2 separate regions of the Macaca mulatta genome follow, and region 1 is linked to region 2. Evidence: chromatin contacts called from public Hi-C data. All regions are on one chromosome and are shown on one strand. Each heading gives the region's core, a stretch centred on a gene start, on an enhancer-like site or on the middle of the called end of the contact. The rest is flanking DNA. Distances are from core to core; before and after follow the strand shown.

Evidence for each region. A called contact is a pair of places that touch in the nucleus more often than the background predicts.
Region 1: a Hi-C map of fetal cortex germinal zone shows a contact between it and region 2, with 2.3 times the contacts expected there. The contact joins the promoter of ZEB2 here to the promoter of GTDC1 in region 2. A contact is called at or near these places in 2 of 14 Hi-C or Micro-C datasets (fetal cortex germinal zone and fetal cortical plate).

The regions. Positions count from the first base shown.
Region 1 is chr12:49,473,799-49,478,849 of T2T-MMU8v2.0, forward strand. ZEB2 (zinc finger E-box binding homeobox 2) reads right to left here and starts at 2,245. Exons shown (of 9, transcript XM_015110057.3): 1 at 1,805-2,245. LOC144333377 (a long non-coding RNA gene) reads left to right here and starts at 1,825. Exons shown (of 2, transcript XR_013401984.1): 1 at 1,825-1,976; 2 at 2,081-2,768.
Region 2 is chr12:49,280,210-49,285,379 of T2T-MMU8v2.0, forward strand. GTDC1 (glycosyltransferase like domain containing 1) reads right to left here and starts at 3,648. Exons shown (of 12, transcript NM_001261488.2): 1 at 3,567-3,648.

The DNA of each region.
Region 1 (5,051 bases), core at 995-3,494, 190 kb after region 2:
CTTCACTCACACACATGCTCCCCCACACTGGTTCCCTGAAATAGTTCCAGTAGATTTTTTTTCCCCCTTAAGAAAGGAAAGAGAAAGTCCAACCACTACGGCAATACTTTTAAGCTCTACTAAATGATCGTATCCTTTCTGGCTTCGAAACTTTTGTACCTAAAAATCGAGAGAGGCGCTGCATTTTTTCAGCTGAAACTGTCAAAACTTGGAGAAGGGGAACCTCGGAGGCAGGCAGGAGAGGAGGAGAATCCTGAAAACTCTGTGGAGGTTGGGAAGATGCTGTGCCTCGAGGATTAGTTTAAACAGGGGGCTATAAAAGATGTAACAGATGCAAACTGTAACACAAGGGCCATTAACCCTTTCTCTGCCGGGCACACTCAGTCCCCACGCCCCGCACCTATTGTCTCCTGTGCTAGAAGCTTTGCAGAAAACCTGGAAAGTGAGTATCAGTTTCCACACATTTGCTGAGAAGGGTGAAGGGAGGGGGGCAGAGAGAAGGGGAAGTGGATATTTTAGAAAGCACCTTAAATTTACGTAGGCATACATAGTAGGAGACTTTTAAGTTTGACACATTTTATCATTTCTTTCCTTGCCCTATTGATTTGAAATTGTTAGGGGAAATCCTGAAATAAAGAAATGGTCACACAAGTGTCTGGGATGAAACAGCTGGCCTGTCTATATTCATCCTGAGACACACGACTGCATATAAATACATGTTTAATAAAGTAAGTTGCTAGTTTTATGGGCATGTGTGTGTAAAAGAGACAGGGCTTTTGTGCTGTAAACTTTATCTTTGCCTGTTACTCCTAAGTCTGGAGTTAGTAATCTTGCCTTCATCATTACAGGGGGAGCATGTAAAATATATCAGTAGGTGGGAGATAAACACATTCATGTTAGCCGGGCTCATCACTGTTCCTGGGAACTCCTGCTATCTCTCTCTCGACTTTTCAGTGCCAAAGTATAGAATGGGATATATGTGTGTATGTGTCTTCTATTAAATCCATGACTATATTACTTTGCCATTTAAAATACAATTTTAAAAGTTATCCTAATTTAAAACCCTGATATCCTGACAGCAGTTTTCTTCCCAGCTGTAGTGCCCCCCCTCCACTTTGGTAAACGACTCAAGTTCCATGAGGACTTTCACTTCTTTATTTATAATCACAGAAGTGAGGTGTTACTTCACACACATACACACACAAAGAATGAAATAAAGAAATGAAACTCGCTAAGCAGACAAAAACAGACAACTTTCTGCTTAGAAAACAGCCTTCTCGGTGGGAGAGGATGAACTGCCATGTCTAAGAGAAAGACTTGCCCCCGAATTTGTAGGTCTGAAACTGACCAAGTTTTGTAATTATTAACAGGTATTTGCCAAGTCCTAATTGCTAAATATAATGAATTGGAACTAGATGCGAAAATAGAGCAGGACCTCTCCCCTTGATGAGTTTTTATTCCAGCCATATAATTCTCAATAAAACTTTTCCTGGGCTGAGTAGCAAAGGGCACCTTAGGTTACCTGAATGGACAGGTACAGGGGAAATTATTTGGGGGAGGGAAAAAGGAGAGAAAAGCAAGGAGAGAAAGTGTGAGTGTAAGTGTAAGAGAAAGCGAAGAAGACACTCTTGAGAAAAGCTTGCCACAAAGAAGCTAAACCCACCTGAAATTCATACCCACGGACACCCCTTCTCACTTCAGACTCACATCCCCACTCAAAATGAGAAAATTAGAAAAGGAGGATGGAGGACGAGCACACCAAAAAGGGATAAAAAGAGAGAAAAGGGGAGGAAAAAAAACCTACCTGCGAAGTCTTGTTTGTAGTTTTGGCCAGAAATGGTGAGAAGAAAAAGCATGAAGAAGCCGCGAAGTGTGGGGGAGAAAAAGGTGGAAGCGAAGAAACAGCTCCCGGAGCAAACTGTACAAAAACCTCGCCAAGAGTGTCGGGAGGCAGGACCGTTATTCCTGCGGAGCAGGTTAGAACTGATCTCTTTCGGCCACTCCAGGAAACACAAACCTGGGGACGGACTGACGTGTTACGCCTCTTCTAATGACATTTTTTTCTTTTTCTTTTCTGTAGGAGAGAGACGAGAGACCCTGAAACACGCGCCACCTATCTTTGTGGGGAGGGATAATTGAAGCGCCCTGAGCGTGAGCATCATGTGAAAACGTGATCGCCAAGTTTCTCTCTGGGAAAGGATCTGGGATAGATTATACCTTGAAGTCTCCGCAAACGCTTTAGTGGAAGAAATGAAATTCCACCTCCCTCCCTTCCTCCTCTCCCTCCCTTTCGCCTTCGCCTCCCTCCCCCCTCCCTCCCTTCTCCCCCCCCTCCCCCCGCCCGTCAAGCCTTTGGCATCATTATCCTCATCACTAAATCCTACAGAGTACAGGGCGGAAAACGGTGCACACCATTCACAGAACTGGAGAACTCCAAGGGGCGAAAGTTAAAGGGAAAGATCCCGGGTCCTCAATCCAGATCATCTCTTCTTATACAGATATCTCTAATGACCAGATTTGAGATGCACATCAAATTGTGTAGCTATCTCAGTACAGCTTCTGGAACAAAATTCACTGCCCTTTCCATTATTATTATTTTTTTCTTTTTAGGTACCAGAGCCAGAAAAAAAAAAAAAAAAAGTGCTTCATGAGAGCTGCATCTTAGGGCATGTGTGTTAGGGTGTGTGCATGATGAATTTCTGGTCTGGATCCCAATATTAAAAAGTAGTTTGGCATTTTAATAAAGGGTTTCTAAGTAAATTAACATAGAACACTCGGTTGGCCGATCTCTGAATCTCTCTACACCTCGGGGAGACCTCACTACAAAGTAAGGGAGAATGTGTAGGGAGGCAGGAGGAGAAAAGAGAAAGGCCATAGAGAAACTTAGCAGGGAAGGGAGAACATGATATTAAACGGCATGGGGTCTAAGTTTTGGAGTATATATTTTTTGATATTACAATTAAAGTAAAATTAAAAAGAAAAGACTCCACCTTTGCTCTGAAGGGATTGGTTATGCAAATATGGAAGGGATTTCCTGGAGAATACAGCTTTCTACTGTATGGTTAATTAAATAATCACTCAAAAGCTTCCAACGTGACGCTTCTGTCGTAATCCAATCAGGTTACATAGGTCCTAAACAAGAAAGATATTTTCCACATCTGGAAGTCAGCAATTTAGCAAGTACTGCACATTATTAACCAATTCAGAGCCCACTTCCCAGGGGAATTTTTTTGAAGTTTAAGTGTTCTTAACCAATGCTCTGCTGTTTTGTTAATCAAAAAGCTGGTTTACACTGCACATAATTGGAACTAATATAGAAGTAAATAAAGACAGCCAAATTTGAGGATGCTGAGCACAGGCATTTATCGGAAAAGGAAGAAATCTCCTATCTTCGGATGGTTCAGGCTCAATTTCTTAAATAACTGTGAGACTTTTTTTTTTTTTTCCCCTAAAGAGTGAAAGTGCTTGAGAACCTCAGAGCACAAATAAACTTCTAGTCTCACAGCATTTAGAATCCTTCGGAAAGGTAAAGGTGGAGGTGTTAAGAGGACCAGAGAGCTGCCTCACACCACTTTTTAAGCTTTAATATTGTTAAATATGTTACACCCTCCTGTTTCCAGTCTGATGAAATCTGAAACAAATAATACCCTGATCCAACACTATATTAAGATAAACTGCTTTGAACTGTGCTTTGAATGTGTGCCTAAAGCAAGGCTTTGAATGCAAGAGTCACTGGCAATTGCACTCAAAGGAGGGACAAGCCACCACATGGGTTGCCACATCACACTCCCAGAGGTACACGTCTTTGTATTTTGTATTTTTTTTTTTTGCGGGGGCGGGGGAGGGGTTAATAGCTACCTAGCACGACCACAGCTAGATCTTGTTCTAGGATGCAAGAAAGTAGATTTTCACAGTTGGTTACAGACTCACCTCTTTCCTAACTTAAGTATTTACTATAATGAAAATAGCTACTGGATAAATTAACTCTCTCCCCCCACCCCATCACAGATAAAGTGTCTATAGAAGAAAGGCATTCAGGATCTTCAGCTTAAAAATTATTAATAAATAAAATCAAAGATTTTCAACATGGGTCAGGCATATTCTTAATTTTATATTTTACATTTCTTTCATTATTATATCTCTATACTAAATATATGTGTGACTTATCAAGTTCCTCTTCTGAGATTTAAGCACCACTGCTCATGTCCATTTTTCTTCCTCCTCCTTTTTTTCCTCTTTTTTAATTTAAAAGATTGGAGTCCAGCTTTCTCTAGAAGCTTGCTTTACAGCCACCCCTCTCCCACTCCTAAGGAAGAAGGAACCCTTTGAATATAGAGTGGTTCCAGGCAAGACTCCTTTTCAGGCACCCAGGTAGCCATTGGAGGCTTGCAGCCCAGACACACACACAAGCATAACCTCAGGTCAAAGGATCCAATCGAATAGCTAACAAAACACTTGTCTTTATTATGTATATTAAATGTCAGATTACTTAGGATCTGACTGAAAAAAAAAAAAAAAAACCTAAGTATTTCCATTAAAAACACCTAATCATCTGATTACCCTGGACTCAGTAATCGTTCAAGTGGCAGGAGGCAGTCCCCAACATTTAGCACTGGGAGTTCCGACTGGCCAGTATTTAGTTTGGGGTGAAAAAGCAGTCTTCCAGGTTCCCATGAAGGTAGATGTTTGGATGGTGGCACGAGAGGGGTCTCCGCGAGGGGTGAGCGCTACGGCTAGGTTGCCTTGCCCTCGTTCCTGACTGGCACGCCCCTCCCCAGGCATTTGGCCGAGAGAGTTCCCAACGTGGCAGAGGTGATGGGGTCGGGAGGAAGCCGGAATATAAATTTGTTCCGAACACTCCCTCAGTCCGAGGGCCAGGTCGGGGACAATGGGGATCGTGGGATCAGGGGGATGCAGGAGCGCAGGACGCAGAGAAAAGTCGAGAGGACTGGGGGCTGCTGACTTTCGGCTCCTCACACAGCAAAATAAGTCCTGCAAATGAATCTCTCCTTCTCTGTCTTCCCCATTAATAATCCACTTCCAGATTAGCG
Region 2 (5,170 bases), core at 2,398-4,897:
TCTATGACTCTAAATGTTCAACTAGGAATCATCCTATGGAATTGGCTCTGCATCTGCTCAGCCCAAATTTTACCCTGGCAATTTAAAGAATGGAGTGTTGGTTTGTACTTTCCAAGAGAAATGCTTGAAAATTTTCCTCAGTTTTTTAAAAAAAATAACCAGGCAGGGCACAGTGGCTCACATCTGTAATCCCAGCACTTTGGGAAGCCAAGGCAGGAGATCGAGACCAGCTTGGCCAACATGGTGGAACTCCACCACTACTAAAATACAAAAAATATTACCCAGGTGTGGTGGTGCATTCCTGCAATCCCAGCTACTCAGGAGGCTGAGGCAGGAGACCACTTGAACCAGGGAGGCGGAGGTTGCAGTGAGCTGCAATCACACCACTGCAATCCAGCCTGGGTGACAGAGTGAGACTCTGCCTCAAAAAAACTAAAATTAAAAAACATGCTATTCTGACATAAAAAAAAAAAAAGAAGAAGAGGTAAGAATACAAGAAAAAGAATACACAGTTTTCTTCATGTAACACCAACAAGAAGCATAATATATCAAATACAACCTAAAACTGTTTAAAATATCATTTGAGACAATTTGCCAAGGTAGTCTGAACTCTGAAAGTTATGTTCCTTACAAAGGTCTATATGCTGAAAAACATCCTTATAAAATAAAACCAAGATTGTAAAATGTGGCCTATGGTAACAATCAAGAGAGTCACTCAATTCATGTTGTCACACTTTGCTCTCGTGGAAACATTGTATTTTAGCTCACCTAAGGTGTTCTCTTACTAAAGTAATGTTCTTTCCCAATATCAGAGTGACTAACATAAGTTAAAGAACAAAATTCACACTGTTAAGTTTCTTCCCCCAATTTTTCTAATCTGACACCTGCTACCTCTTTCAATATTGGAATTCAACCTAACAGAGTTATCTGGTTCAACATAAAAAAGGAACTGAGTTATTTCAAGTTTACTATATCATGATTCAGGACTTCCTGGCACTCTGCTACCTTCAGAAATTAGATAAAGCCCAACAAGATCATAAGCATTTAAAGAGTACCCACTACACTTGAAAATGGGTATACACAGATGAGCAGGACGTAGCCGAACTCACGAAGCGCCTACCAGGAAAGTGCACACAGGCCAACAAATATTTACTAAATGTCCACACTAAACACTGTGCTCTGGGATGCAAAAAATTCATCTCACCGCAGCAAGAACTTCAAGACTCATGCATTTGAGGCCCACTTTGAAATGTGAGATTGGGCATGCTGGAATTAGATTATTACATGTGATAGGATTTCCCTTCCTAAGTGATAGTCATGCATCACATAACATTTTAGTCAACAAGACATCGAATATACAACTGTGGCCCCGTAAGATTATAATACCGTATTTTTACTGTACCTTTTCTAAGTTTAGATATGTTTAGATACAGTATTCAGTACAGTAACATGCTGAACAGAGATGTAGCCCAGGACTAATAAACTATACCACATAGCCTAGGTGTGCAGTAGGTTATACCATGTAGATTTGTGTGAGTACACTCTATGATGCTCCCACAAGTATCTTTTCTCGGAACATACCTGTCATTAAATGACACATGACGATATCAAGGTTTATATACACCATAACTCTAAGACTCTTAAAATACCAATCTGCTGGAAGTGACGTAGGCTATCCGAATCAAAAATATGAATCTATTCTTGAAGCGCAAGATAATTACTAATTTGAAAAAACTGGAAAGTAATGTTTAAACTGATAGAATGCAAATACTTCCTATGAACAATTTATGGCATTATCAGTCTAATGGGTCCAAATCATAAATTAAGAAAAAAAATTAAATTTAGTTAATTACTTGGCTTTTTAAGATGCCATAATCAAACAAACTTTAGTACAAGAATAGAAGAGGTCTGAATTACCTAGGTAAGTGTTTAGTTAATTAAGACAACTAGTTCTATTCGGCTCCTGCTAAATTTCATCAAGAAACTGCCTTCGATTCTTAATTTCTCTATAAAATAATGCGACTGGATTATACTACTAAAGTCCCTTACACATCGAAAATTCTGTACTTCTGTGATGCATAAGATTAAAACGTCAACACAATTTTCAAATCAAGACTAAAGAAGCCATCTTAACTTTGCAAACGTGATGTTAAAAAATTTACTATTTCCTGCCTTATTGCAAGTATTATGCTTCAGATTTTACCTATTCATTGTTTTCAAGTATGTCAAAGAAAGTTTCGTGACCCTCAATACTAAAACTGTTTCATTTAATACAGTACAGGACCCTAAGGAAAATGTATACCAAAAGGGAGTGGGAGCCGAGAAGAATGTAATCCAAATCAGACCTGGAACGCACTAATTAAAATTCAATATTTCACTTAGTATGTGCGTTCCTACATGAAACTCCTGTCATGGTTAAAGCTTAAGGTTAAACAGGTTAGTAGAAGCCAACAGAATGGCTCTATTGAATTGTACTGAACTTCTTTTTCAGCAGCTCCTTTACCTTACCACTATGTTCAGCTTTAAAATCAACTTCAGGGGTAGGCACCAAATAACCAACGTGAGCCATGGCAGCCGGGGGCTGCAAACTGAAATCCATCTCGTGTGGAAAATCATCATCAACTCACGTTTTCCATTTCAAACTGCGATACAGGTGGAGGAAAAGCTGTAAAAGCCTTCTCTTTGAACCTCACATCACACCGCCTCAAGGCATTAACTTAAGAATCTCAAGATAACCTAATGCAGCAGTTGTCAGAAGACTCTAAAAGTTTGTATGTGCGGGAGAAGGCAAAAAAACTACTTCGGGACTAAAGGTTAAATTTCGCTGCTGGATTCCCAAGACTTAAATTCAGAGAATCTTTCCACCTGGACAGAATGGGATTGTCTGGATCCCGATGAAAATGGGAAATTATGTGCTTAATCCTCAAACGAGGGATTCCGGGATGGGGGGCACAGTGAGGGTCCTCACACTCGGCTGGCAGAGGGGAGTGGGACGCTGGTGAGGTCTGGTAACTGAGGGCGACCAGAAGCCAGACGCGAAGGTTTCCCTCAGGAAGGCCTGGGGCTCGCACTGCAAGGGGCCAAGCGCCGGGCAGCCTGGTGGTCGGCGAAGCACCCTAGCCAACTCAGGCCAACCCGGGCACCCGGCCTCCCTTCTCCCGCGCGAGGGCGACGTGCCCCCACCCGTCCTTGCAGGCTGCGCGAGGAAGAAGCCGAGCGCCGGGCTGCGAAAACCAGCACGCACGACGTGTAGGCACCAAGAAAACGCAATTCGAACACGACCAGTTTGCAGAAGGAACAAAACGCCACGGCCTGGACGCCCCATTCCGAGCGCGGCGCGGACGGCGGCGCAGGGAGCGCAGCGCGTGCGCCCGGGAAGCGCGCGGCTCTCAGCTCCGCCTCCCCCACACCCCCCGCCCCCGGCTCCCCGCGCCGCAGCCGCTGCTGCTGCCCCTCTGGGAACTCCGCGCAGCGCAGCCCCGCGAGGCGGGCGCCGGGGAGGGGAGGGGCCGCGCTCCCCGCCTCCCCGCCGGCCCGCGCGGCTCCCCAGCCCGGAGCCTACTCACCTCCTCCTCCTCCTCCTTGTCTCTCCCTCCTGGCCACCGGCGCGGCCCAGCCGGCGACGCGCTGACGCCGTGCCCCTCCCCCGCGGCCGCCGCGGATGCCGCCGCCCCTCCCGGCCCGCGGCCGCCCCGGCCTCCAGGCGCGTCAGGCGCTGGCCCCGCCCCTCGGCCCGCCCGCGCAATCGAGGCTCCGCCTCTCTGCACCGCCCAGACTCTGCGGGCGCTAGGTCCGTGAGTCAGCGGCCGCTCCCGCCCGCGCGAGTCGCTCCGCCCTGGCCCGCGGGCTAGGCTCCTCGCACCTGCCCACTGTCCCCCGGCCTCGCTGTGCTCCCCACCTCCCTGCGTGCCCTTTCCCATTTCGTCAGCACCCTGTCCGCCCCTTCAGCTTTTTCGTACTCTTTCCCCAACCTACTAGTCCTGTTCTAAGCTCGCATAGTCACCTTCTCTTTCCTTCTGGAAGGTCTGTGCTGTTCATTAGGTCGACCTCGGATTCCTCCTGCAGTTTTCCAGCCGGACCCTTGCATCTCATTTCCCAGTCCACTCCCCGGCCTGCTAGAGCCTCAGGGCTCCTGTGCGTTCCCGGCTCCCTTGCCGGCACCCCTACCTGCTGTGCAGCCCGTACCTCCTCCACAGCTGCTTTGCCAATGCCTCTTAGTATCCCTCCCTCTGGACCTTCTCGGTTCCCTCCTGGCAAGGCTCTTGCCTTCCTTTCTCTCCATTTTTCGCGTCCTTTGGGTTCTGGCTACTACACACACTTCTGATGCAGTTTGAGTATTCAATAATTGCATGTTCGCGGTCCCACTTACGCGAAGAGAGTCACATTGAGTAATTAAAAATCACAAAACAAAGCGACAGCAGTGGAGACCATCTTTTGACTTGCATAGTTCCATCTATATTTTCCTCGTGCAATAATATTTTCATTGCCATTTGAATTCCAAGGAATGGGATTTTCTGTTGGGGCTTAAAATTCACAAGTGTTGGATTTTTTTTCCCCTGCGACCTAATTTCACTTTAACTCTTTTATTTATAGCATACATAGTAAAAAGAGTACCAGGAAGTCCCAGGTGTTCTTTTGACTGTAAAGTGAGGAATGTGGCCCTTCTTTAAATTTCCTTTCTGAAGTAAAGGATTTTGTATCTGGAAGGAGGTTGTAGGTTAAATGACTCTGGCCAAGGCAAAACATGCAAATGTAACTGTATGTCTGGTTTATTAAGTAACTTCATTTTTAAAACTGCAACTTGGAAGAGTTAGGCTGTGATGCGGAAATGAGTTAAGAAACATACGAAAATAAAGGAAATCGGTTAGGCCTTTGTAGTTATATCCACAAGTTGCTTTAAGTTATGTGAGTAAATATTCTTATCCTTAAATTGAAGCGTTGAAACTATCTTCCGTTCTAAACAAAATCCAGCTCTGTGGACATTCAAAGTTTAAAACCGTTGTTGAATTGAACAACAGCATTGTAAGCATTTGAAAGCCTAATAAACCATCTGTCCATCCACTTTCACACAAATTGAGAAACAGAAAAGAGTAAATGCCAAAACCTGAAAGTGAGTGTTCCTGACTGCATATGAAACTAGCAAATCCTATTACACAGAATAAGGTACAAA